5 separate regions of the Mus musculus genome follow, and all the other regions are linked to region 1. Evidence: chromatin contacts called from public HiCAR-type, HiChIP or PLAC-seq and promoter capture Hi-C data. All regions are on one chromosome and are shown on one strand. The core of a region is the stretch at or near the end of the contact, and the rest is flanking DNA. Distances in the headings are between cores, read along the strand shown.

What was found. Promoter capture Hi-C pulls out the DNA fragments that hold promoters and counts their contacts. HiCAR-type assays count read pairs that join an accessible place to other places. HiChIP or PLAC-seq counts read pairs in DNA pulled down with a chosen protein or histone mark.
Region 2: a contact with region 1 is called in a promoter capture Hi-C map of embryonic stem cells, with 4 times the contacts expected there. The contact joins the promoter of Ikbkb here to the promoter of Adam9 in region 1. A contact is called at or near these places in 4 of 39 promoter capture datasets (cranial neural crest, embryonic stem cells, liver and 1 more), 1 of 115 datasets of contacts at active chromatin or transcription factors (large pre-B cells) and 1 of 9 other capture datasets (liver).
Region 3: a contact with region 1 is called in a HiCAR-type map of astrocytes, with 3 times the contacts expected there. The contact joins the promoter of Slc25a15 here to the promoter of Adam9 in region 1. A contact is called at or near these places in 2 of 39 promoter capture datasets (cranial neural crest and liver), 1 of 115 datasets of contacts at active chromatin or transcription factors (astrocytes) and 1 of 9 other capture datasets (liver).
Region 4: a contact with region 1 is called in an H3K27ac HiChIP or PLAC-seq map of bone marrow-derived dendritic cells, with 8 times the contacts expected there. The contact joins the promoter of Rab11fip1 here to the promoter of Adam9 in region 1. A contact is called at or near these places in 1 of 39 promoter capture datasets (liver) and 1 of 115 datasets of contacts at active chromatin or transcription factors (bone marrow-derived dendritic cells).
Region 5: a contact with region 1 is called in an H3K27ac HiChIP or PLAC-seq map of thymic regulatory T cells, with 11 times the contacts expected there. The contact joins the promoter of Slc20a2 here to the promoter of Adam9 in region 1. A contact is called at or near these places in 3 of 39 promoter capture datasets (the 3T3-L1 cell line, liver and pre-B cells), 2 of 115 datasets of contacts at active chromatin or transcription factors (large pre-B cells and thymic regulatory T cells) and 1 of 9 other capture datasets (liver).

What each region holds. Positions count from the first base shown.
Region 1 is chr8:25,015,665-25,018,364 of GRCm38.p6, forward strand. It overlaps Adam9 (a disintegrin and metallopeptidase domain 9 (meltrin gamma)), which reads right to left and starts at 1,258. Exons shown (of 22, transcript NM_001270996.1): 1 at 1,021-1,258. The coding sequence starts at 1,117. It overlaps Tm2d2 (TM2 domain containing 2), which reads left to right and starts at 1,547. Exons shown (of 4, transcript NM_027194.3): 1 at 1,547-1,928; 2 at 2,402-2,489. The coding sequence starts at 1,705.
Region 2 is chr8:22,705,261-22,707,960 of GRCm38.p6, forward strand. It overlaps Ikbkb (inhibitor of kappaB kinase beta), which reads right to left and starts at 1,323. Exons shown (of 22, transcript NM_001159774.1): 1 at 1,210-1,323; 2 at 822-944. The coding sequence starts at 926.
Region 3 is chr8:22,397,297-22,399,996 of GRCm38.p6, forward strand. It overlaps Slc25a15 (solute carrier family 25 (mitochondrial carrier ornithine transporter), member 15), which reads right to left and starts at 1,325. Exons shown (of 7, transcript NM_181325.4): 1 at 1,144-1,325. 1810012K16Rik (RIKEN cDNA 1810012K16 gene) reads left to right here and starts at 1,425. Exons shown (of 3, transcript NR_045473.1): 1 at 1,425-1,687; 2 at 1,851-1,982; 3 at 2,149-2,295.
Region 4 is chr8:27,173,267-27,175,966 of GRCm38.p6, forward strand. Rab11fip1 (RAB11 family interacting protein 1 (class I)) reads right to left here and starts at 1,380. Exons shown (of 6, transcript NM_001080813.2): 1 at 943-1,380. The coding sequence starts at 1,319.
Region 5 is chr8:22,475,270-22,477,969 of GRCm38.p6, forward strand. Slc20a2 (solute carrier family 20, member 2) reads left to right here and starts at 1,431. Exons shown (of 11, transcript NM_011394.3): 1 at 1,431-1,656. Smim19 (small integral membrane protein 19) reads right to left here and starts at 1,610. Exons shown (of 4, transcript NM_001146117.1): 1 at 1,237-1,610.

The DNA of each region.
Region 1 (2,700 bases), core at 8-2,507:
TCCATTCATTTTTATGCCCATGTGTAACAACAAACATATACATGTACTAAAAATATAATCTGGTTTTTGCTGGCAAACACAAGAAGTTAGAGATTATTAAAATTTCAGTTCCTTTCATAGCGATATTGTTAACTAGAACAGCACGTTTCATCAGACACGTCCTGGAAGCATCCCATTGAAAATTTGTCAGTATTTATAAACTCCAGGAGGACGCTAACTTAATTAAAAAGGAGAAAGCCAAAGACAAGAAGCTGTAATTAGTTTCGTGAAGGTCAGCGGTCCTGAACTCAAATCTACACTCATCACCTTTGAAGGCAACAATTTTGTAAAGCCTTCTATTGTCCATAGTGTTCCCGGAGCTCAAAGAGATAACTAAGCCATGCAAACACTAATTTAATACAAAGGATGAAATAAATAACTTATTTCCAGGAAAAAAAGAACCTAGTGTGTTCCCATTCAGTTTCATCATCCACAATATAAATATCTTACATATTTACGGGAAGTTTCACAATTCAGATGTGCTGGCGAACAGTAATTTAATTCTTTCCGATAATCCCCTGGGTTAAACAGAGCAGAGATTCTTTGTCCAGATTTAGATAGATTGAACTACAGGCTCTAGAAACGTAGCGTTTCGTTGATTTTATTATTTTAAGTATCCTTACTAACAAAAAAAAAAAAAAAAAAAAAAAAAAAAACGGCCCAAGGAAAACCCGCCCTCTTCTCCATCGGGATCCCTGTGGACCTACTGCTGAGTCGTCCAAGACGGCGAACGTCAAACCCCAAATCCTGATAGACTGAAGCAAAAGTTCCATCTCCCAGCCCAGAGCTGGTGACAGCCACTCCACCCGCAAAGCACTCGCTGCAGCCCGGGAGTAGCGAGCGCACCGCCACAGTGCAGCCGGCCGCCGGCCACCGGGCTCCGGGTCAGCGCTGACAGGGGAGCCGGAGCCCAGGGTCCGCCTCGCAGCCCTCACCACCCAGCACTCACTCCCCACAGCACGGTTCCCGTCCGGCACCCACCTGGTCGCCCGGCCTCGAGGACTGGGCCCAGCAAGCCACACGCCAGCAGCCACCTTAGTCGCAGAGAGGCAAGGGGCGAGAGCGCGCGCGGCCCCATAGCGAGGGCTTCGGCAGGTTCCGCTCAACGCGCGGCCGCCGCCTCCGCCCCTTCGGTCATCCTTGCAACCCCGCGGGGGCCCCCGGGCTGGCGGGGCGCTCGCCCTCGGCGAGCACGCGCGCGGCACTGACGCAGCAACCCCCCCCCCCCCAAAAACCCCGCCCCTTTCCCGATCCCGCGGCCAGAGGCTGACGTAGGGAAAATACAGTCTGGCCAACCCACCGGCGGCCGCCGCCGCCGCCGCTCCAGTTCGCGCCCGGCTGTTCCGCCCCTCCGCCCGCTCAGCGGAGACTAGAGAAGGTAGGAGGGGCTGGAGGGCGGGGCTAAGGGAAGCTCCACCCTCCCTCCGCTCCGTGCAGCAGTGAAGGGTCTACTGGAGGGCGGAGCGAAGCCAGGCCACACCTTTCCCCTGGCCGTTTCTGATTGGCCGTAGTGGCAGGCGGAGCGTCGAGCTGCGCACGGGTTGGCTGTGGAACGGAGGGTTGCGTACCCGACGTAGAGAGAGGCCTGACAGCGCCGGGCTCCGGTGGGCCGTGGCGGCCTGGCTTTGTTTTTAGGCCAGGTCTCTAGGACCGGCCCCCGGGAAGATGGTGCTGGGCGGCTGCCCTGTGAGTTACCTATTGCTGTGCGGCCAGGCGGCCCTGCTATTGGGGAACCTGCTGCTGCTGCACTGTGTTTCTCGGAGCCACTCGTTTAATGCTACGGCCGAACTGGATCTCACACCCTCGGGCGCCGCTCACCTCGAGGGTCCCGCGGCCTCAAGCTGGGAATACAGCGACCCCAACTCGCCAGTCATCCTTTGCTCTTACCTGTAAGCTGCCGGGACGTGGCGGGCGGACCTAGAGGGGGATCGGGCCAGGGATAGCTGTTGGTTGTGGGAGCGGAAGGCTGCTTCCACCTCGGGGAGGTGATTCCGGGACTGGTGCCTCTCAATTGCCCTGCCACAGAAAGCAATTAAACTGTGTGTTAGTGGTAGATACTGGGAAGGAGTAATGTAGGCTACAGAACCCTTCCACTTCCTGCACCCTTTCTGCTGCCTTGGTTACAGGATGAGTTCAAGGCCAACCAGCCAGCCTGGGTAACTTGTCTCAAATTTAAAAAAAAAAGAAAGAAAGAAAATTCAAGGGCTGGAAATGTAGCTCAAAGGTAGATAGCACCTCTAGCGTATCCAGTTCCCAGTACAGAAGGAGGAACAGATATTAAAAGAGGAACGAAAATAGCATTGCGTGCGGACACAGAAGCAATCGGCAAAAGGCACTGATGAAAAATCTTACTGATTTGCAGACCCGACGAGTTCGTAGACTGTGATGCCCCAGTGGATCACGTTGGAAATGCAACTGCCTCCCAGGAGCTTGGTTATGGTTGTCTCAAGGTGAGGATTTTGTTCTTTGTACAGGCACCTTCGTGGGAAGCATGGCCGGGTGCTGTTAAAGAATTACAGAAGGGCATACAGACAGACTTGATTTTTTTTTTTTTTTTTTACAACTTCATCCGTATAACTGTCGCTGGAAACATGACAAAGGTTTTAACGGCTGAAGAGCACATTTGCTTTCCTCAGGAACCAACCATGCCTGTGCCCAAGC
Region 2 (2,700 bases), core at 73-2,572, 2.3 Mb before region 1:
AGGGCACAGGCCATGACCCCCAAGTTTGATAGTCACACATCACGTCTGATACTCAAGTATCCTGAGGTTAGTAAGTACTCTTTAGCGGAAACATCACAAGTACTGTGTGCTCCTGAGGCACTGTGATGAACTCATTACCCAAATCGGATAAAATAAGTCTCCCACAGTAAACAGCCGAGCTAGAGAGAGTCCTGCCAAGAATCTCAGCGTACTTACTGCCAGCCCCCTCCCCCAAATTTTTTTTGGAAGAACACAAACTTTTAACATGAGCAACGCACATCAGACACATAAGGACTAAAATAATAGGAATAAAAATTAGATCCAAAAATGAAATCAGTCCACATCACTCAGCATTATATGGCGGCACATGGAAAAGAAAGAAAGAAAGAAAGAAAGAAAGAAAGAAAGAAAGAGAGAAAGAAAGAGAAGAGAAAAACCTTGGGGTTATCAACTACCTAAAATATTTTAAATAAAGTTATTTAAAATGTTTTTTATTGCTCTCATCTTTTTAACACTGCCTGTATTCTACAACATTTATCACAATGTAATGTATTACGTGCTAGTCTAAATATTAGTAGAAATATAATTTCAAAATACTTGGAATGACAGCTTACTCCCTCATGTGTCCTTCTAAGTGGCATGGTTATTAAGGTTTTTTAAAAAGAGTCAGTTTAGCAGCTCACAGATCCCCTTTGCAGTCCTTTTTCTTACGCTCCCATTGGACAACGCCAAGGTTAGGCAGGGATCCACCCATTCACACCGGGCCAGGTCAGAAGAGGCGCCAAGAAAGCTCACCCACCTTCCTGGTGCCAGAGCCCTACCTGATTGTGCCACCGGATGACGTTTCCAAATCCCCCGGTCCCCAGGCGTTCTTTCATTTCCCAGGCTCCACATGTCTGGGTTGGGAGGGACGGTGACCAGCTCATATCGATGCCCTGCTAACTCTAGAAGCAAGCAGGGAGAGAGGACAAGTTGAGAGTAAGAAGAACACTGGAGCTCAAGAAGCAACTGGGAGCAGCAGTGGCTGCTGCCCTGCAAGGGGAGGCTAGGACACCGGTGTAGTTAACAAATAAAAGTTGCGGCGGCCGGGCCCACCGGTGGGTCCGCTCAGCATCGGGCGCGGCGCAGCCACGGACCCCGGGGAGAGGCGGAGCGCACACCCGGGTGAGCCGGTCCACGCGCCGCGAGCCGCCCTCGCGTGGGACTCACCTGCCCCGGGGGCCGCGGGGCCGCCAGCGACACCCGCTGAGGACATGAAAACTCGGGGTCCCCACGCAGCCAGCCCAGCGCCACTTCCTCAAACACTTCCTGCCCTGACGTCACGGGTACTAGACGGCTCTTAAAGGGGACGCGCGAGCCACTGGCTCTCGGAGACGCAGCCACAGCCAGCCAAGGTGCTGGACCTGGCGGCGCAGGACCTGGCGGCTTGGAGAGCTCTTCTTCACCCTGGCACTTTTTAGGCTGAGCTTGATCCGACTGGCTAGGCAGTTAATAAGGGGAGAATCTGCCGAGCCCCGACTAGTGCTGACTTAGAGGCTGTCCTAAGAATTGCCTCCCTGTCCTCCCACCGCTCCTGGTTCAGTATTAAGAATAATCAACCATCCTGATGCTCCTCAGAAAGTAACACACCACCATCCCCCTCAAAGAGGAAGGGAGGAGAGGGAAGAGTACAGAGACAAAACAAAAAACTAGCACTGTCTATCAAAAATGGAGTTTGAGCACTGGGAGCATAAAGAAATTACTAGTTATTAGGTCAAGAGGCTGGGTATTGTCTTCTCCACCAGGACACCCCACACGCCTACCAGCATCCACCCCTGCCTCTAACAAGCCAGGTTCAGCCGCTCACCTCCCATAGCCTAATTCACGATACAATTACCAATGGAAAGGAGAAAAAGAGGTTTATTCAATGTGACTACATTGGGGAAAGACAGCGATCTAATCTCTCTCACCCATACCTCTGCCGATCCAAGTCTAATTTTGGGGTCCTGCCATGAGGTTTGGGTTTAAGTGGAAGGCAAGTGGTATACATAACTAAGTAGTCATGCTCAATATATGTTCTGGTCCACCATCGTTGTCTAGGCTCCAGTTTCTCCTATGATGTGGCGTTTGTCAGACGGTGTGAAATCTCTGCTCCTCTGAAGGTGGCACAGTGGCTCCAGGCTTCTGACATTTACTGGCTTTTTAGATCCGAACCCAGCAGCGGACAGCGACCAGCAAGGCTAACAAAGTCTCCCTGGATTGAAAGCCAAAGATCTTTGTGGGATAACCTGGGGACTCTAAGCGTTTGAACTCAAGAATAGAGCAAATAAAGAACTTCTCACTCTTTTATTATTAAAGCAAGCAAAACATGAGATGATGTTTACAGAGAGCTTAAGCAAATACAAGAACAGCAAGTGAAAAAACACTTGGTATTATGTCTTATCATCCTTGCACCTGTGGGAAAAAGCCAAGAATATTCCTCCCAGGACCCCACCCTTCCCACAGAGAGAACGTGGACATCCCAAGCCATACCCTTCATGTCGCCCCTTTTGAGAGCATCCACTTTTTATGGGGTTTGCAATTATTTCTAGAAGGCCACTTGTGGAAGAACATTCTGCACTCTGCCCCAACCACAGCTCACGGGACAGTCACAGCTTTCTTACACGGGTTCCCACGTGGCCTCAGATGATGTTCCTGGGGGAGATTACAGTTTCTCGGGGT
Region 3 (2,700 bases), core at 75-2,574, 2.6 Mb before region 1:
TAAGTTTGCTGTGAACTTGAGTCTCCTAGAAATGTTAGAAAGGCCATGAAGTCGCATCAACTTGGGGACAAGACCTACATGAGGATGAAAGCAATAGACACACTAACATGGATAAGGAAATCTCGGGGGAGGGGGTCTCAACCCTTGACAAAGAACTACAAACGAGTAAGGAAAGCTGGGAATGGGGGCATAGTCTTCCCCAGAGTACAGTCCCCAGTTGGTTATCCACCATATAGAGACAAGTAGCATTATATGTCCTGAGAAAAAGAGGCCATGAATTTGAAAGGGGGTAGGGGATATGGTTACACCGAAGGGGTTAGGCGTAGAAAAGGGAAGGGAGGAAATGATGTTAATTACAATTTTAAAAAGATATATTTTTTTAAGTGCTTTCCCGTGCTGGGAATTAAACCTAACTTCCTGCATACCAGGAAAGTACTCTTAACACTTAGCCCCCTTCTCAGGGGTATCTGTCAAATTATAGAAGACAGAAACGCTACTAACAGATGAACCCAGAAAGAATGCACAAGGACCTGAGTATCACCTGTGGCTTGGGGGATATGCAGGACCTGCAAAAACCAGACCGGTCTGCGCGGATTTAAACTAATTTAGGAGCCTGCTGTACCATTTGGAGTAGAAACCCCGAATCCTTTGAGCGTCTCACCCTCTTCCTTCAAACTACCCAGCAGTCCCAGAAACAACGCCGCCGACACAACCACTGGTTCCTAGGGTGCCAGAAAGAACTTCCCGGGTGCTCAGCGCAGGTGAGGCTGCCTTTCGCTAAGGAGGGACCCGTCTGGAGCTGCAGCTGGAGCTGCAGCTGGGCTGCAGAAGGCCGCCTGCCTGCCACCACCATCAATCGAACCCCTCGGGCCCAGCCCGGGACAACCGGGGTGCCAACTACTGCCGCAGCTGCGGAGCGCTTCACCCGGCCTGACCCGGATTCTGCTCTGCTCCGCGCAGCGCGCGCACACTGGCCACCGCGCCCGCCCGCCCGAACCTCCGCGTCTCCCGGGACCCCGCAGCGAGCCCGGTGCGCGCGCCCGGAGCCGCGGCACGTGTGCGGCAGGGCGGGGACTGTCAGCCGCGTTCCCCAGCCGGGCCGGTCGCCCACTCGCTCGCTCCCGCCCGCTCCCGCAGCCTCACCGCCGCGCCTGGCTGTGTCCGGCTCGCCCTCTGCCGCCCGCGCGCTCCGCTGGCGGCCGCGGGCCCCCGGGCAATTTTTAAGGTCGCCCTGTGGGTCCGGCCCTCGGGCCCTCCCTCCTGAGACCCCCTCCACCAGCCCTCCCTCCGGAGGCCACGCCCTCCTGAGGGCCCGCCCTCTCGAAGTCCCGCCCTACCGGCCCTCCCCCACGCGAGGCCCCCTCCGCCCCTCCCTCCCGAAGGCTGGCCAAGGAAACGGAAATCTGCTCTCCTCGCTGACTGCCGAGCTGGCAGCCTCCGGGAGGACTCACCTTGAGGTCTCCCAGCGTTATCCAGCCCCAGGAGGCTGTGGCTTTAACAGTAAATGGAAAGTACTAGAATGGTAGTGGTGAACTATAAGTTCCCTTATGGGCAGCTTTTTAAATCATCTGTTTATTTGTCTACAGACAGGGTCTCGCATAGCCCAGGCTTAACTTGCTATATGGCTGAGGGTGGTCAGGAACTTCCTGATCTTCCTACCTCCCCCTTCCAAGAGAAGGAATTTCAGGTTTGTTCCACCAGGCTTGGATTTGTGAGGTGGCTGGGATGAAACGTGGGGCTTCCTGCATGCTAGGCAAGCGCTCTGCCAACAGAGCTACATCCCTAGGTTTTAGTTGCTTGTCTGATTGTCTATTTTGTGTCGCTTTAGGTTTCATTCTTTCTCCCCTAAGGAAATCCATTCCCAGGAACATTATGGAAAAGACAACAATATAAGCTGCCGCTGCAGGTTTTATAGTTCCCAGCGATATATTCCTGAGGCTTTAATTAGAAGCTCAAAGTGACGCTGGAGTGAGGGCGCAGAGGTAAAGAACCTTTGATACTTATCAACTTGACTCAGCCTAGAATCAGTAGAGGGATTGCCTAAATCCAGTCAGTCTGAGGATGGAAAGGTCCGTAGCAGCAATGTCTTGATCAGTAATTGATGCTGGAGAGCCCAGCCCACTATGGGTGGTGTCATTCCTCTGGCAGGAAGTCCTGGATTGGAGGGGGGAAAAAAGCATCGTCCAGAGATCAACCAAGAAAGTGAGTCGGTAATCTGTATTCCTACATGGCTTCTGCCTTGACTTCCTGCCTTCCGTCAATCTGGAAGAGAATGCCAAATAAACCTTTTCCAAGCTGCAGTTTAGGCAACAGTGTTTCATTGCTGCAACAGAACGAAACTAAAATTCAGTTCTTAGCCCACATCTGGTAGCGCCCAAGTCCAGCGCTGGTGTGTATCCAGCTCCCCCGTCTGGCTTCTGTAAGCATCTGCAGGTTCCTTCAGGGGTACACACACACACACACACACACACACACACACACTACACATAAATAAAATAAATCTTTAAAAAAGAATCATAAAATCAAAAGGAGCAGGGAATACTTAAGAAAACTGTGGTTCACAGGAGTGATAAAACTATCTTTAACTCTAGCCCTATTCAATTGGAAGAGTCTCAGGGTCATGTGACCCCTACACCACCAGCTTCCCACTCCGCTTCAGCCTCCCTATGAGCCTTTTCACGTTTTTAAAGATTCCTTTAA
Region 4 (2,700 bases), core at 130-2,629, 2.2 Mb after region 1:
GCGTGGTGGCACACGCCTTTAATCCCAGCACTCAGGAGGCAGAGGCAGGCGGATTTCTGAGTTCAAGGTCAGCCTGGTCTACAGAGGGAGTTCCAGGACAGCCAGGGCTACACAGGGAAACCCTGTCTCGAAACAAACAAACAAACAAACAAACAAACAAACAAAAGACTTTAACGTGAACTGGAGTTTGCCTAACTTTTTCTGCAAAATTAGGATGTCCTGTCAGAACCTTCAATTAAGGGGCCACAGGTAGGCTAGTGAGTAGCCACGGTACCAGGAATTAGAACCAGACAGAATTTACCAAACTCCAAAGAGCAACAACCTATTCTACTCACTTCTACTGAGTCAGTAACAGATCTTGGAACAATCATCGACCACTAATTCAGATCCCAGACAAACAACAAACTGTTCTAGCGTTCATTCCGAGGGGTCGAATCAGATGGGCATGAGAATCAGCAATCACCAGGCTGGTGGTTTTTTTCCCCCACTCTTGTCCTCCCAGGATCGTCCAGCTCTGGGGGCCCTAGGCTTTCACTCCAAATAGCTACCCTCCCTGGCCCAAGGGTTCTCAGCTCAAAGCCTCTCAAGTTCAACAAAATACTCAGGGGAGCGTCCATGCAAGATAAAGCGGATACCCCACCTAATAGGAATTCTCCTACCTGCATATTATTTCAGTTCACCAAAACTTCATCTAGTGCTTAGTGTGCTGTGCGGTCTAAGGGCGCCCTGAGGATTCAAAGGTTCTCCTATCTTCCAAAAGCCCCCATAACTGGGAAAGCTGGAAACTGACAGCCCGAAGAGAAGCTGGGTTAGGTGAGCCTGCGGGCGAGGGGGAGCCAAGGGCCATCCTCCCATAGCGCGGTAGCTGCCACTCTCGCCCCCAAGGTGCACTGCCCGAGCGTCCTTCCTCCCCTGGACTCCCCGCGCCCTGCAGCCACTCACTGCTTCTTCCTGCGGCCCTGGTCCCGGTGCAGCTCCCGCAGGTCCACCTCGGCGCGGCCCAGGAACTTATCGAGACCGAGCAACGCGCGGTGCAGGACGGTGAGCTGCAGGGTGGCGGCGGCGGCCGGCGCGGCCCCGGAGGACAGCAGCGGAGGCAGCTCGAAGGTGGCTTCCTCGCGCCACACGGGCGCGCCCAGGCTGCGCTCCGACACCGACGTGGCGTACTTCTCCTTGCCCACCTGGATCACCGCGTACGCGTCGCTCGTGCCCCCGGGTCCCTTGGCCCGCAAGCCCCGCGCCTGTAGCACCGTCACCTGCACGTGGGTAGGGGACCACATGGTCCCCGGGCCCCGGCCCGCTGAGGCCGCCAGGGACATGGTGGCAGACGCGGCACCAGGCTAGGAAGCCAGAAGGTAGCCGCTGTCCTCGGTCTGGACCGCCCACCGGGCTCCCGAGCCGCTTTAATGCTTCCGGCCACGCCCCCACCACGCCCCCTGCGCCCGCGCGCCACCTGCCCTGGGGGCGGGCCTCGCGGAGAAGGCGGGGACCTAAAGGTCACGTGGGCTGGCGCAGCCTGAAGAGTTTTGGATCAGAGAAGTAATGATGCACTAAGTGGTCCCCAGTTGTCTGAGTCCGTATGAGGGAACAGGAGCAAGCCTGATCCGCCTAGCAGCAGATGTGAGACTTTGCCTCAGTTTCTTCTTGCGTAAAACGAGGCGACAGTCACCCCTTGGATTGCTGTAAAGAAAGTAATACATTTAAGTTTATAGCATAGTTGCATGCCTATGGGAAGGGCTCCGAAAGTGGTAGCTATGCTTGGGTTATACCACACCACTCCAGGGATGCTTCTCCTGCTCTGGTCCCCTGGGTACTGCTCTGGAGGAAGGCGGGGAGCCAGGGATGTTGTGAGAGACTGTGTCGGGGAAGCGGAGGGTAGGTGAGGGACTAGCCTGTGCTACTCTGCCCTTACCACATAGGGTGAGGCTAGGTTAGGAAGAGCAAGAAGGGGGAACTGGAAACGGGGTTGCCAAACCGAACCCCTCGGTTCCCCATTTCTTCCTACGTAAGCCTCTTGCGTCCTCTCTGGGCTCCATCTCTGGCCTCCCACTCGGTTTTCTTGTTCCCAGTCAGTGTCTAGCAGATTGGTGACTTCCCTGAGTGTTTCGGGTCATCCTTCAAAGGCTGAAATCTCCGATGGTGAGTTATTCAGAGTGGAAATGTAACTTTGAAAGCCTTAAGGTTCAGGAAAGATGTGACACGTCCGAGTTCTTACATTAAAGCTGGGGATAGAGCCCTGGTGCCCTGGCTCCCATGCTAGAACTGAGGACACCTCCCGCGCTACAACACTTTAAAGGTTTCCAGACACACACACACACCCCTCCCTCTCCACTGAGCTCCCTCTGGTCGACCAGCCTACTGCTTTCCCGACTTCTGGAACCCCTGCAGTGTTGAATTACCGCCAGCTGCGGTACTTCTCACTTAGACTCTTGAAGGCATTCCTTTTTTGGGTCCCACCCCTTTGTTTTCCTTGACTTCTGGGTAAACAAACCTGCAGCCTAGAGAGTTTCTCTCCCTGGGGCCCCAGCTGTCCCTTATCTACCTCACTGCTTGTCACAGATTTCCACTTGACATAGCTGCCTGAAAGACAGGTGACTTGTTTAACTCCCTGCTTCTCAGTCTTGCGGGGGGGGGGGGGGGGGGAGAAAATAGGACTGCCAAGGTGGCTGGGTCATACAGATTATGAACACCAGGATTTGG
Region 5 (2,700 bases), core at 181-2,680, 2.5 Mb before region 1:
GAACCCGGTTAATTTCTTGCGAAGGTTTTCGACACAACCCTGTCCACCTGCCATGGTGTGAATAATATACTTCTACCCAGAGATTGATGGCTTCCTACTATATTACACTTTAATCATACTTAGAAAAAGCTTTTCTAACCATTGCTGACCCAGGATGGCAAAACAGATTCTATAAAACCATCCATAGTATGCAATAACACCGCTGCTCCACAGGTCCTGGGTGGATGAGTTTCCTTAGACCCACAGTTTAAAGGGTCTGCACTGAAGCTAGGCCTCTCCTGCTAGTCCTGACACCATCAAGGCCACGCTTTGGAAGAGTCAGGAATGGAGAGTTCAGAGTCCACAGTGCAGACATGGAGGTACTTTAACCACGCCTCCCACGCACTTTGTGTAACCTAACCAAGTGTGAGGATATGCGCCTTTCCCCTTCAGTCTAAAGTAAAATGTCCAGGGGTTGGTTCATTTCAGGCAAGTTAATGCTCTAGTAGATTGATGCTGAGAGTGACATTCTGGGCTCTTATGGGAAAACTGACATCTTCCCTCAGCTGTCCGGTGATGTAATGTTTAAACTATTATTGCATTAGAAAGATGCTAGCTAGATGGAGCTGATTTAAGCTGCAGGTTAAACACGCATATTAAGAGATCATGACATCAAAAAACGCATCCATCGGGATTTAGTTTAAGGCTGACCTCCTTTTGGGTGACAAAATCCTTTTCAGGTAATCATGAGACATTATCCTAAGTTTTAAAGTTTGTCCACTCCGTTCTAGAACCTGCCACCTCGCTTGGAATGCTATTTTCTGCCTCTCACGTGGGACTTTTGTTACTCTCTCACGGAAATTCAGACTACACATAATTTCTAACAACGGAACCCAAACACCATGAGGGGAAGATTCATTCTCCTGACTCTCTGAAGCACTGCGACGTTTGAGGTCCTAAAACAGACGGGAACAAGGTCACAGGCTTTCACCCCATCCTAGAGGACGGAGCATAGCTGAGGCCTGTGGACTGCGCAGTACACGTTCGAGTAATTTTTTTTTTCTTTTTGCACCCATCCTGCTTTGACGCACTGCAACTCAATAACAGGTGACAGTGGTGGCTCTGAGATCCCAAGGCCACAGGGACCCGGGGAACGGGAGGCGCAGAGGTGGCACACAGATCTGACGCCCAAACCTGGCCTCCTCCAGCCGCCGCCCCCCTCCCCCGAGCCTGTGCAATCTGTTCCAGGTGACATACAGGACAGTCCTCCCGCGACGGGACGCCGCACGCTCCCGCCGGCGTCTCTGCGGGCTCCGGGGACCCTAGGCACGCTGCAGCCGCCCCGCTCACTCCGCCCGCAGAGACACCCAGGTCGGGATCTGACCCGCAGCAGCTCGCAGCCCGCGGCTGGGCCCGGACTGGACGGGACGGGGCGGGGCCGGGACGGGGGCGGGGCGGTGACGCAGCCGCGCGCGGGCGGGCGAGCGAGCGGGAGAGCGGGCGGGCGGGCGCTCGGCGGCTGCTGAGGTGCGGAGGCCGCCGCGCCGAGCCGCTCCGCTCCGCTCGGGCTGTTCCGGGAGTCGGGCGGGGAGCGCGGGCCGAGACCCAGCGGACCGGACGACCTCGCCTTCGTCACTTCCTGCCGGCCCGCGGTTTCCGGAGGGAACGAGAAGCCAGGTTTTGTTATTGGTTTTTCTTCCTTCCCTCTGTGCGGGATCGGAGCCCGACGCCGCGGCGGCACCGCGTGCCGCGTGTGGCGGGAGCCGAGCGCAGCGCGGTGCAGCGCGGCGGTGCGTCTCTCCGCGCGCCGCGGCCCGGGTCGGCGCGGGCGGGAAGCGGCGGGCTCAGGCCGGAGGGCGCCGAGGCTCCTCCGCGGTGGGGCGGTCTCGGGGTGTCTGCGCGTGCTCCCGGGACGAAGCTGGCTGGCTGGGTTCTCGGTCTCCTCATCTTCCCGGCTGTGAGGCCGAGGCGACTGCTCTCTCGCATCTTTGCTTGAATGGCTAGGGTGTTTTTAAAAGAAAAAGAACAAAAAAGAAAAACACCATTTGCGTGGGGGGACTTGAATAAGGTTACGTTTTCCAGGGTGAGGCAGGTGGTGATCGTTAATGAGTGAGTGCAGTTTCGCCATTAAACCGATCAGTCGGTCCCCCCAGGTTAGTGCGGCCATGCAAATAAAGCGGCCCATTGTCCACGTGCTTAAGGGCTTAGCAATTCCAGCAGGGCAAGTTCTCCGGGATCATCTGACTTCTTGTTACCATTCTTGCTCGCAGTGTAGCGGTTCTCTTGAGTTGGCGTGCAGAGATAAGAGCAAATAATTAGACTGTAACTTTTCACAAGTTGTCTTGCCTATTACAAACTCACCTTCCCTTAGGATCAGTAACATGTTTTTGTAGTATCAGTGTATGTGCGTTTACGTATATTATACACACAATCATTTATATAATTTTTAAACCATTTAGTTTGAGTTTAAAGTTAGAGAATTAGAAAGAGTAGTACACGTGGTGTTTGCTGCCTGTTTGCCGGGACAGTGCCAGATGTTCATAGATGTTTTATATCAGTTCATTCTCAAGGGGAACTTCTTACATAGGCGTAGATTGTTCAGTTTCTCAATACTTAAGTTTGATTAGCTCGCACCACTATGTAGAACGTTGGCTTTAAATAGTTGTTTCTCTTCTGAAAATAAGGGTGCTGATCACAGAATAACTTAGCAAATTAGTGTGG